Regions from separate parts of the Mus musculus genome. Here regions 2 and 3 are each linked to region 1. A link is a contact called in public HiChIP or PLAC-seq and Micro-C data. All regions are on one chromosome and are shown on one strand. Each heading gives the region's core, a stretch centred on a gene start, on an enhancer-like site or on the middle of the called end of the contact. The rest is flanking DNA. Distances are from core to core; before and after follow the strand shown. Region 1 holds the start of Lipt2 (lipoyl(octanoyl) transferase 2 (putative)). Region 2 holds the start of Tpbgl (trophoblast glycoprotein-like). Region 3 holds the start of Arrb1 (arrestin, beta 1).

Region 1 (2,700 bases), core at 72-2,571:
GAGGAGATACAGGGAGCAATTGCTCAGGGCCTGTCATGGTCAGTGAATCAGAGTAGTTCTGGGGACTCAGTCAGACTAGCAATTGCTCAGGGCCTGTCATGGTCAGTGAATCAGAGTAGTTCTGGGGACTCAGTCAGACTAGAAGCTTTCTATTGTAGAACCATCATCCCAAGGATAAGGTGAATGAATGTCCTTCAGCTGGGGCTGTCCTCAGAGATTAACGTGCACTTGAAAGTCTCCTTGAATGCCACAAGGAATGATGGCATTACTTCATCCACAGTGACAAGTCTTTGAAGCGCCTCACTCAGGGAAGTGACTCCAGTTCCAACCAGTCCACAAGGCACAATGTGCTCAAACCATGTGAGGTCGGTTGAACAGTTCAGAGCCAAGCCGTGGGACGTGATGTGTCTTCCACAGCGGACTCCTGCAAGACAAGCCAAAATATCTTAGCATAGTTATACTTCCCTTCTTTGGGAGCCTCAGGATCCCTCTGGGGCTGAAAGGTAAGGAGGCCTGGGCACAATCCCTTGAAACTTGGATGGAACACTGACTGGATCTGGGGGCTAAGTCAATGGCGGTGGGGGCTGTGGTTACACATCAGCTGCCCTTATTTTCGAGATTCGTTTAACACAAGAATTGCGTTTGCATTGGAAGTTTTAAATTTTGGCATCCTGTCTCCCGTTATGAGTCACAGGAAGAAACCTGGCAATTCATACTGAACTAGAGGACTCTTTTGTCTCAGCTCCATGAGGGAGGTCAGTGGCTCATGCCCAGAGTTCATGTCCAGCCCAGCGCTCCCCGATGTTAGCCCTGCCCAGGCTCCGCCCCGGTCCCGCCCCGGCGCGCTCACCGATCGCGCAGATCTTGCGCTCCCCCAGCCAGACGCCAGTGTAGGGCGGCGGCCGCGCGCGGGCGCCCTGCAGGCCCCGAAGTTCGCACAGTCGCACGGCGCACGCCTCCAGCGCCGCCACGTGGGTGCGCAGGCGCAGGCCTAGGAGCCGCAAGTCAAGCACCGGGTGGCAGAGCAACTGGCCCGGGCCGTGGAAAGTGGCCAGGCCGCCGCGGCCGGTGGCGCGCACCTCGGCGCCCAAGGCCCTCAGCCGCGTAGTCTCCTCGGGTGTCAGGCCACCGCGTAGCCCGCCCGTGTATACGGGCCCCGCTGGCTCGCAGACCAAGAGCACACCCGCTTTGGTCCCCGACAGGGTCCCAGGGCGAGGGTCTGCCTGTAGCCGCCGTAGCCAATGCTCCTGCAACGCCAGCAGCTCCGAGTAGTGCACCCGACCAAGCCAAACGAGCCGGACCACAGGCAGCGACATCGCGCGGGAGGCGGCGTGCGTGGGCCACGCCTTCTGGCGGGTCTCGGGGCGGGGACTCTGGGCCACGCCCCTGAGCTTCAGCCCGAGTGGAGCTTCAGTTCCCGCCTACCTGTGTGACCCGAAGTCCAGGCAGGATTGGTCTTAACCACCCATTCATTCCAATAATCATTTTTTAGTATGTTCTGTGTTCTGCAGGAACTTGGACCGTGCAGTGTAGAGTATTTGAGAAACGAAGATCCAACCCTGGAAGCTTAGGTGTTCACAGCTGACAAGCTAATATTAAAGTTTTTTTTTTTGACAATATTCAGAAATTGTCTTTCTGTTTCACCATGTAAATTCTTTTTTTTAATTTAATTAATTTATTTATTACGTATTTTCCTCAATGATGGAAAGAAAAACAGAATTCAGTAATATGTTGAGTTCCTCGAAAACTGAAAGGGAGACTAGTGTGCAAAGAGGTTTATTGTGGATCGGTGTGGGACGTAGCAGGTACTTCAAGATATATAAGACTTGAAAGAAACAGGATTAGGCAGAAGCTGTAGTTGAGCAGAGAAATAGTTGCATTAGATTCTTTCCTTAGCTATCCCCCAGGAATGCTCCGAGTCTGGCCTGACCCATTAGAATTATTCTAGATTAAAGCAAATGGGACATCCTACATAGATGGGTCACAAAAACAAGCTACTCCTGGGAAGGCACCGTTACCTTTGTAGGAGTTGCTTCCATTATGAAGCCCTGATCTCTGAAGGGAGCTCCAGCTTGAGTCATCATACAACCCAGTCCCAGAAGCCGAGGGAAGGACAGGGGACGGGAAGCCAGAATATCAAGATTAATTGTGATTAATTGGCCCAGAAACCCTTCCTGACCTGAGCTTTATACAACAGAGAATGTGCCAGAAAAGTCCCCAGAACTACAATTTGGAGAGGTAGATGTCTTATCAAAGTCTTATAAAGGGTCCTGAGCCCTCAGTCCCCAAGGCTTTTACTTAGCCCACTAGCTCACGCCCATTCTTGGGAGTGTTTTTCTTTTTTTAATAACCAGCCCCTGTTTCTAACCACACTGTGTGTCTCTGGTGTGGTATTCTAACCTGGGACATAATCTCAGATCTGCACTGACCACTAATTTTTTCCCCTTTTCTTTATTTCCTTTTCAGATATCGGCCTAAAGCCTGAGCCTACATCGTTGCACTGTGGACTTTCTCACTCTCTGAACCCCTCCACCTCTGCCATGCAGGTTCTCCCCTCCCTCCTCCATCACAGAAGATCCTCCTGCCTCTGCCTCCTACGTGCTGGGATGGACTTTGACTGTTAATAGCTCCAGTAACACTGAGTGTGGGTGGGCCAGGAAGCAGAAAGAGGAAGAACAGAATACCAACCAGAGTGAGGCT
Region 2 (2,700 bases), core at 193-2,692, 530 kb after region 1:
ATACCAGGTTACACTCAAAGCCGCTATGTACACAGGCACGAATGTGCCTGCATGTGTCTATGTGAGACACATTTGTTTGGAACTGCTGTGTGCAAGCCTCCCGTGCACATGCATGCACATCCAAGTAAGAATAAATTTGATAGACCACACATGGGCATGTGTAAGTCTGTTTGTGTAAAGTTTGCCTTTTTGTGTAGAGGCACACGTGTGTAAACTCAGGTGGCCATGTATACAGACATGTCCAGCTCTAAAAGCTACTACTGTCATCTGCTAGCATCTGGAGGTTATCATGGAGACAGGACTAGGTCAATATGAGCTGAGGGAGTCCAGCAAGATCACCAGCCTGGTCCTTAGTGTTGGTATTTGCCTGAGACCCAGGGAATGCAGGATATGCCTCAGAAAGTGGTTTCAATTTGCTGGTCGATCTTCTAAATGCAACTTCAGGGAAGAAACCAACCAGTAGTCTTCAGTTCAGGAGAAAGAGACTGACTGATGCTTATGGGGAGGAGGGGAGCCTCTATCCCAACCAGCTCTGCCAAGTAAGATACTCGAATGGCCTGCAGATCAAATGTCAGCTTCTCCAACCTGAATAATTCATGCCAAGACCAGGAATGCTCCCTCCTCTGGAGTCTGTCTCTTTAAATCAGGTCTTGAGCTTCTCAATTCTGGAGGAAAAAAAAAGTAAATAAGTAAAACCCAGAAAGAAAGAAAAACAAAACAAAACAAAACAAGCCTATTAACAGCTCAGCCCCCACCTCAGCCCTGGATTTTACCACACCCCCACCCTCCACTACAAAATCAGTTCCTGATTTTCCTGCTCCTAGAGCCCTCTCCCCAACCGGCACACCACTCAATATTGACTGGTAGGGCAATTTGGAGGGGAAGGGGCACAGTATCCTGGCAGTACTCAGTGCTGGGGCGGGGTGGGCAAGCAAAGAGCTGAATCACTCCACCCACCGCTCCCTGAGCCTAGGAGGGGCCCAGCCTGAAAGGTGGAACCAATGGGAGTGGTCTTGGCAGAGGCAGAGCAGCCTGAATTAGGGCGCGGGAGATGTGGGGACAGAGGGTGTTTTAGAACATAGAAGAGGGTCGATAAAAGACTGGACACACAGGACCTGCAGAGTTTTAGACACAGCCTAAGGGAACTGGGTTCGCAAAGGAGACATCCAAGGCTAGGGATTTTCCAGGCTCGCTCCCTTAGCACAGCTCCTTTCCTTGACTACAAGAAGAGTAACTTTGTCAGCCCACCCCTCAGCCCTGCCTCCTTTTCTAGGGACAGCTCTAAACTCTCCCACCTTCTCTGGGTGCACAGATCCACCTGCCAGGTCAGCCCTGAGGGCCCCGCCCCACGTGTGCTTCGGAGGGAGGAGGAAAGAAGCTGCCTAAACGAAGGGGGTGGGGAAAGAAGCAAGTCAGAGCTTGGGGAGCCAAACTTCTCAGCAGCTCGTGAACTAGAGAGCAGGGGAGCAAGAGAGCGCAGCGGCCCTAAGCCTGCATCTCCGGAGCCTCCCACCCCGCCTCCCTTGCGAGGAGGTGCGGAGACTCCGCTGGGGGCGGAGGAGGCGGCCAGGAGGCGGGGAGGGGGAGGCAAACCCTGCCCACTCGGCTCGGAGCCCGGAACAGCCGCGGAAGTCGGAGGCCGGAGCGCAGGGCGACGAGGGCAGCGAGGGCGGGGGGCTCCGCTCCCCGCCTGACCCCTGTAGCCCCCAGCCATCAAAGTGAAGGCTCCTCGGACTTTACAAGCTGGAGGACGGACCGGTCGGAACTGTCAGCTGCTCCGGGTCAAGGTCTAGCCCACAGCCACCTTCCCGTGCCACCCCCATCCCATCATCTCCAAACGCTCCCAATTCACTGGTGAGCGCTGCGGGCCGGGGGCTGGATGCGGGGACGGCCGCGATGGCCCCGCGCGCGGGACAGCGGGGGCTCTGGAGCCCGCTGCCAGGGCTGCTGCTCTTGGCGGCGGCGCTGAGCCGGCCCGCCGCGCCCTGTCCCTTCCAGTGTTACTGCTTCGGCAGCCCCCGGTTAATGTTGCGCTGCGCGTCGGGCGCGGAGCTCCGGCAGCCGCCCCGGGACGTGCCACCCGACGCGCGCAACCTCACCATCGTGGGCGCCAACCTGACCGTGCTGCGCGCCGCAGCCTTCGCGGGAGGGGGCGAGGGGGCGACGGACGGCGTGCGCCTACCGCTCCTTACCGCGCTGCGCCTCACACACAACAACATCGAGGTAGTAGAGGACGGTGCCTTCGACGGGTTGCCCAGCCTGGCGGCACTCGACCTAAGCCACAACCCGCTACGCGCCCTGGGCTACCGCGCCTTTCGCGGGCTGCCTGCGCTGCGCTCACTACAGCTCAATCACGCGCTGGCTCGAGGCAGCCCCGGGATGCTGGATGCACTGGACGCCGCTCTGGCCCCCCTGGCCGAGCTTCGCCTGCTGGGCTTGGTAGGCAACGCGCTGAGCCGCCTGCCACTCGCCGCGCTGCGCCTGCCCCGCCTGGAGCAGCTGGATGCGCGTGTCAACGCGCTGGCCGGCCTGGGCCCGGACGAGCTGAGCGCGCTTGAGCGCGATGGCGACCTGCCCCAGCCGCGCCTGCTGCTGGCGGACAACCCACTGAGCTGTGGGTGCACCTCGCGCCCCCTGCTGGCCTGGCTGCACAACGCCACCGAGCGCGTACCCGACGCGCGCCGCCTGCGCTGCGCTTCC
Region 3 (2,700 bases), core at 156-2,655, 620 kb after region 1:
GAAGAAAGGAGGTAAAGGCAGAGGGAAGGACACAAACAGAAGAGTAATAAGGAAAGCAATGGTAAACGGCAGGTGCAGGGAGGCTAGAGGAGGGGCCAGAGAAGATGGCAAGGAGACTCTCAAGGGCCAGGAAGGTGAACCAGTCTGGTCATAAGGGTTGACCCCACGAGCTTCCCTGCCCCTCCCTAGCCCTCCTACTTTGACCTAGTTTCCATTTCGAGGGCCTAACCTTTCCTCTCAAGGCAAGCTCTACAAAACAGTTCCCGTCACCCTCCCTCAGCTACATGGAGCCCCTAGCTATGTGCTTTGGAGGACAGAGGGGAAGAAAGCCATGTGAATGGGGACCTGCCTTCCAGGTCTCAGAGCCTTCCACTCTGTGACCTGTGTTCCCGGCCCTGCTATGAGGAGTCAGAAGTGAGTGTATCCACTGCTCTGAGGATGTCAGTCCCTGCAGGCATTTTATGCCTTGCATGTGTGTGGTTAGCCTTGATGTGTCACTAAGACCTGTGGCCACATCGTGTCACGTCAGAGAGGGTTGACAGACTGCACGTACTAGCTTAGACCGTGCTTTGCAGCACCCAAGTGCCAGGCTACGTATGTCGGTGTATGCCCGCATGTGTGTAGCAACACGAGGGTGTTGTTAGAGCTGGTGCGTGTTCGAGTGGGACCTGTGTATGCTAACAGGACTGACAGCAAGAATGTGTTGACAGACTGGTGTGTGCGTGAGAGACCGTATGTGACGTCGTCGTGTCACAAATGCGAAGTGTGGCAACGACTGTCAGTGTGTGCCTGCAGAAGGGTGCTCATGTGTTTATGAGCTTGTGTGTTGTGTGTCAGCCTGCCCCAGAGCGTCCTGAAGTCTATCGACCAGGGCTGGGTGTGTGAGCTCGTCTCGGCCAGGAGCCGTGAACCCAATGGGGTGGCCCACCCTGGGTGCCTCGGTACACATGGTTCTGGCCAGAGAACCACACAAGAGACTTGGGAGGACAACAGAGTGCCAGATCCCGGGTGACGCTGACTGGAACCTCCGCCCGTGCCCTCGCCCAGGTCGTCCCCACGCGCGCGTGGGACAGGGCGGCCACCCGCACTCACCGTGTCCCTTTGTCGCCCATGGTCCGCGGCGGCCGCAGGGAGGTCCGCGGCGTCAGCGTCCAGGCTGGAAAATCCCCGGCCGCCAGGAGAAGCGCGGGCCAGCCCGCTCCCGGCTACCCCGCTCCGCCTCCTCCGCTGTCGCCGCCGCCGCCCCCGCCCGGGTCCCCGCCCGTCGCTCGAGCAGCACAGCGCCCAGGCCGCCGCCAGGGGCGTGGAGCGTGCGGGTGTGAGCGCGCGTGTATGCCTCCGTGCGCGGCTCTGCGTGTGCGCGCCCAGAGAGTGAGGGCTGCGTGGCCGGCCGCGGCTGGTCCACGGGAGCGCGTGCACGCAAGCGCGTGCCAGTGCTGGTGCGTGTGCACGGCTGTGCGCGCGAGCCTGTCGGGAGGTGGGGTGTGGAGAGAGAGAGAGAGAGAGAGAGAGAGAGAGAGAGAGTGTGTGTGTGTGTGTGTGTGTGTGTGTGTGTGTGTAGAGGTAGCACGTCTTTGTGCAGTTGTGTATGTGTGCTCACAGTCGTGGGTGCGAGCGCTCTCTCCCGCGCACGCCAGGACTGGCCTTTGTGTCTGCGGATAGAAGCAAGCGGAAAATCCGCAGACTTCAAGGCCCAGCCTCAGAGGCGCCCCTGTGTGAGGACAGCGAAAGATTCCAAAAGCCTAGCCAGGCCTTCGCCCTTTGCTCCACCCTCCCCACCCCCGCCCTTCTGGAGAGATACCACCCAACGACACAACAGGGACAGGAAGAAGGGGTGGGGGCGGGCAGCGGACTGCAATGCTGGAGAGCAGATGAGAGTGGAAAGGGGAGGGGCAGGCAGAAAGAGGAAGCAGTGAGAACAGGAGATAAAGAAGGGACCGAGAGCCAACTAGCTGGTGGCCTGTAGCATCTAGCATCATTGATATAGCACCCAGGCCTAGCTTAGGTGCCTGTAATGACTCTGGACACCACTCAGCCCATTTCAGGTCTATTGGCTGGGTCCTAAGACCAGCAGATGTCCTGTTCAATTGTTGAAGGAATCTGCTTGTTCTTGCGGGCAGACACCTGCACACAGCGGTGTCCAGCAGAGTCTACTGTCTGCAGCTTTCTTGGTATCCTTGGAAACCTTGACTTTCCTTACGTTTCCTACCCCTGGAGAAGTAGCCGGTGTGCAGTGGGAGGGTAGAGTTCAGAGGCTAAGAAGGGGTAGGAAAGGGTTTGAATCCATTTTCTCCTAGAAGGGATCTTGAGGCAGTGGGAGGAATGTAAGGTCCTCAGCCCCTCACTGCTGGAGTTTGACTAATTGGCACTGATAGGTCCCTAATATCGGAGTATTAACGATAGGAAAGGAAGCTATCATTTACTCTGATGCAATTGCGGGGTCTGGAAACATCTCCTGTAATTATGTTCAGAAGCAGTTACCTATGCTGTTTACATAGAGTGTGCTGTTTATAGAATTGGTAATAATATCCCAGGATAATGACTATAATTATGTCCAGATTGGGGAGGGGTGGGTAGAGGCTAATGGACAGGCAGGGTGGTCCACATCTGGGCAATGGTAAGAGCTAAGAGGAAGTGGATTAAGGTCTGTAACTTCACCTGCCCTTTCTTAGCCTCTGGGATCTTCCCTTCCTCCAACCA

The links. Hi-C and Micro-C count contacts between places; a contact is called where the count stands out from the background. HiChIP or PLAC-seq counts read pairs in DNA pulled down with a chosen protein or histone mark.
Region 2: a Micro-C map of embryonic stem cells shows a contact between it and region 1, with 4 times the contacts expected there. The contact joins the promoter of Tpbgl here to the promoter of Lipt2 in region 1. A contact is called at or near these places in 1 of 484 Hi-C or Micro-C datasets (embryonic stem cells) and 1 of 9 other capture datasets (adipose tissue).
Region 3: a FOXA1 HiChIP or PLAC-seq map of pancreatic cancer cells shows a contact between it and region 1. The contact joins the promoter of Arrb1 here to the promoter of Lipt2 in region 1. A contact is called at or near these places in 2 of 115 datasets of contacts at active chromatin or transcription factors (large pre-B cells and pancreatic cancer cells).

Annotation. Positions count from the first base shown.
Region 1 is chr7:100,157,898-100,160,597 of GRCm38.p6, reverse strand. Lipt2 (lipoyl(octanoyl) transferase 2 (putative)) reads right to left here and starts at 1,321. Exons shown (of 2, transcript NM_026010.2): 1 at 851-1,321; 2 at 1-424. The coding sequence starts at 1,316. The coding sequence ends at 195. Gm51452 (a long non-coding RNA gene) reads left to right here and starts at 422. Exons shown (of 2, transcript XR_003946658.1): 1 at 422-503; 2 at 2,467-2,700.
Region 2 is chr7:99,625,845-99,628,544 of GRCm38.p6, reverse strand. It overlaps Tpbgl (trophoblast glycoprotein-like), which reads left to right and starts at 1,442. Exons shown (of 1, transcript NM_001195529.1): 1 at 1,442-2,700. The coding sequence starts at 1,897.
Region 3 is chr7:99,534,191-99,536,890 of GRCm38.p6, reverse strand. It overlaps Arrb1 (arrestin, beta 1), which reads right to left and starts at 1,405. Exons shown (of 16, transcript NM_177231.2): 1 at 1,093-1,405. The coding sequence starts at 1,112.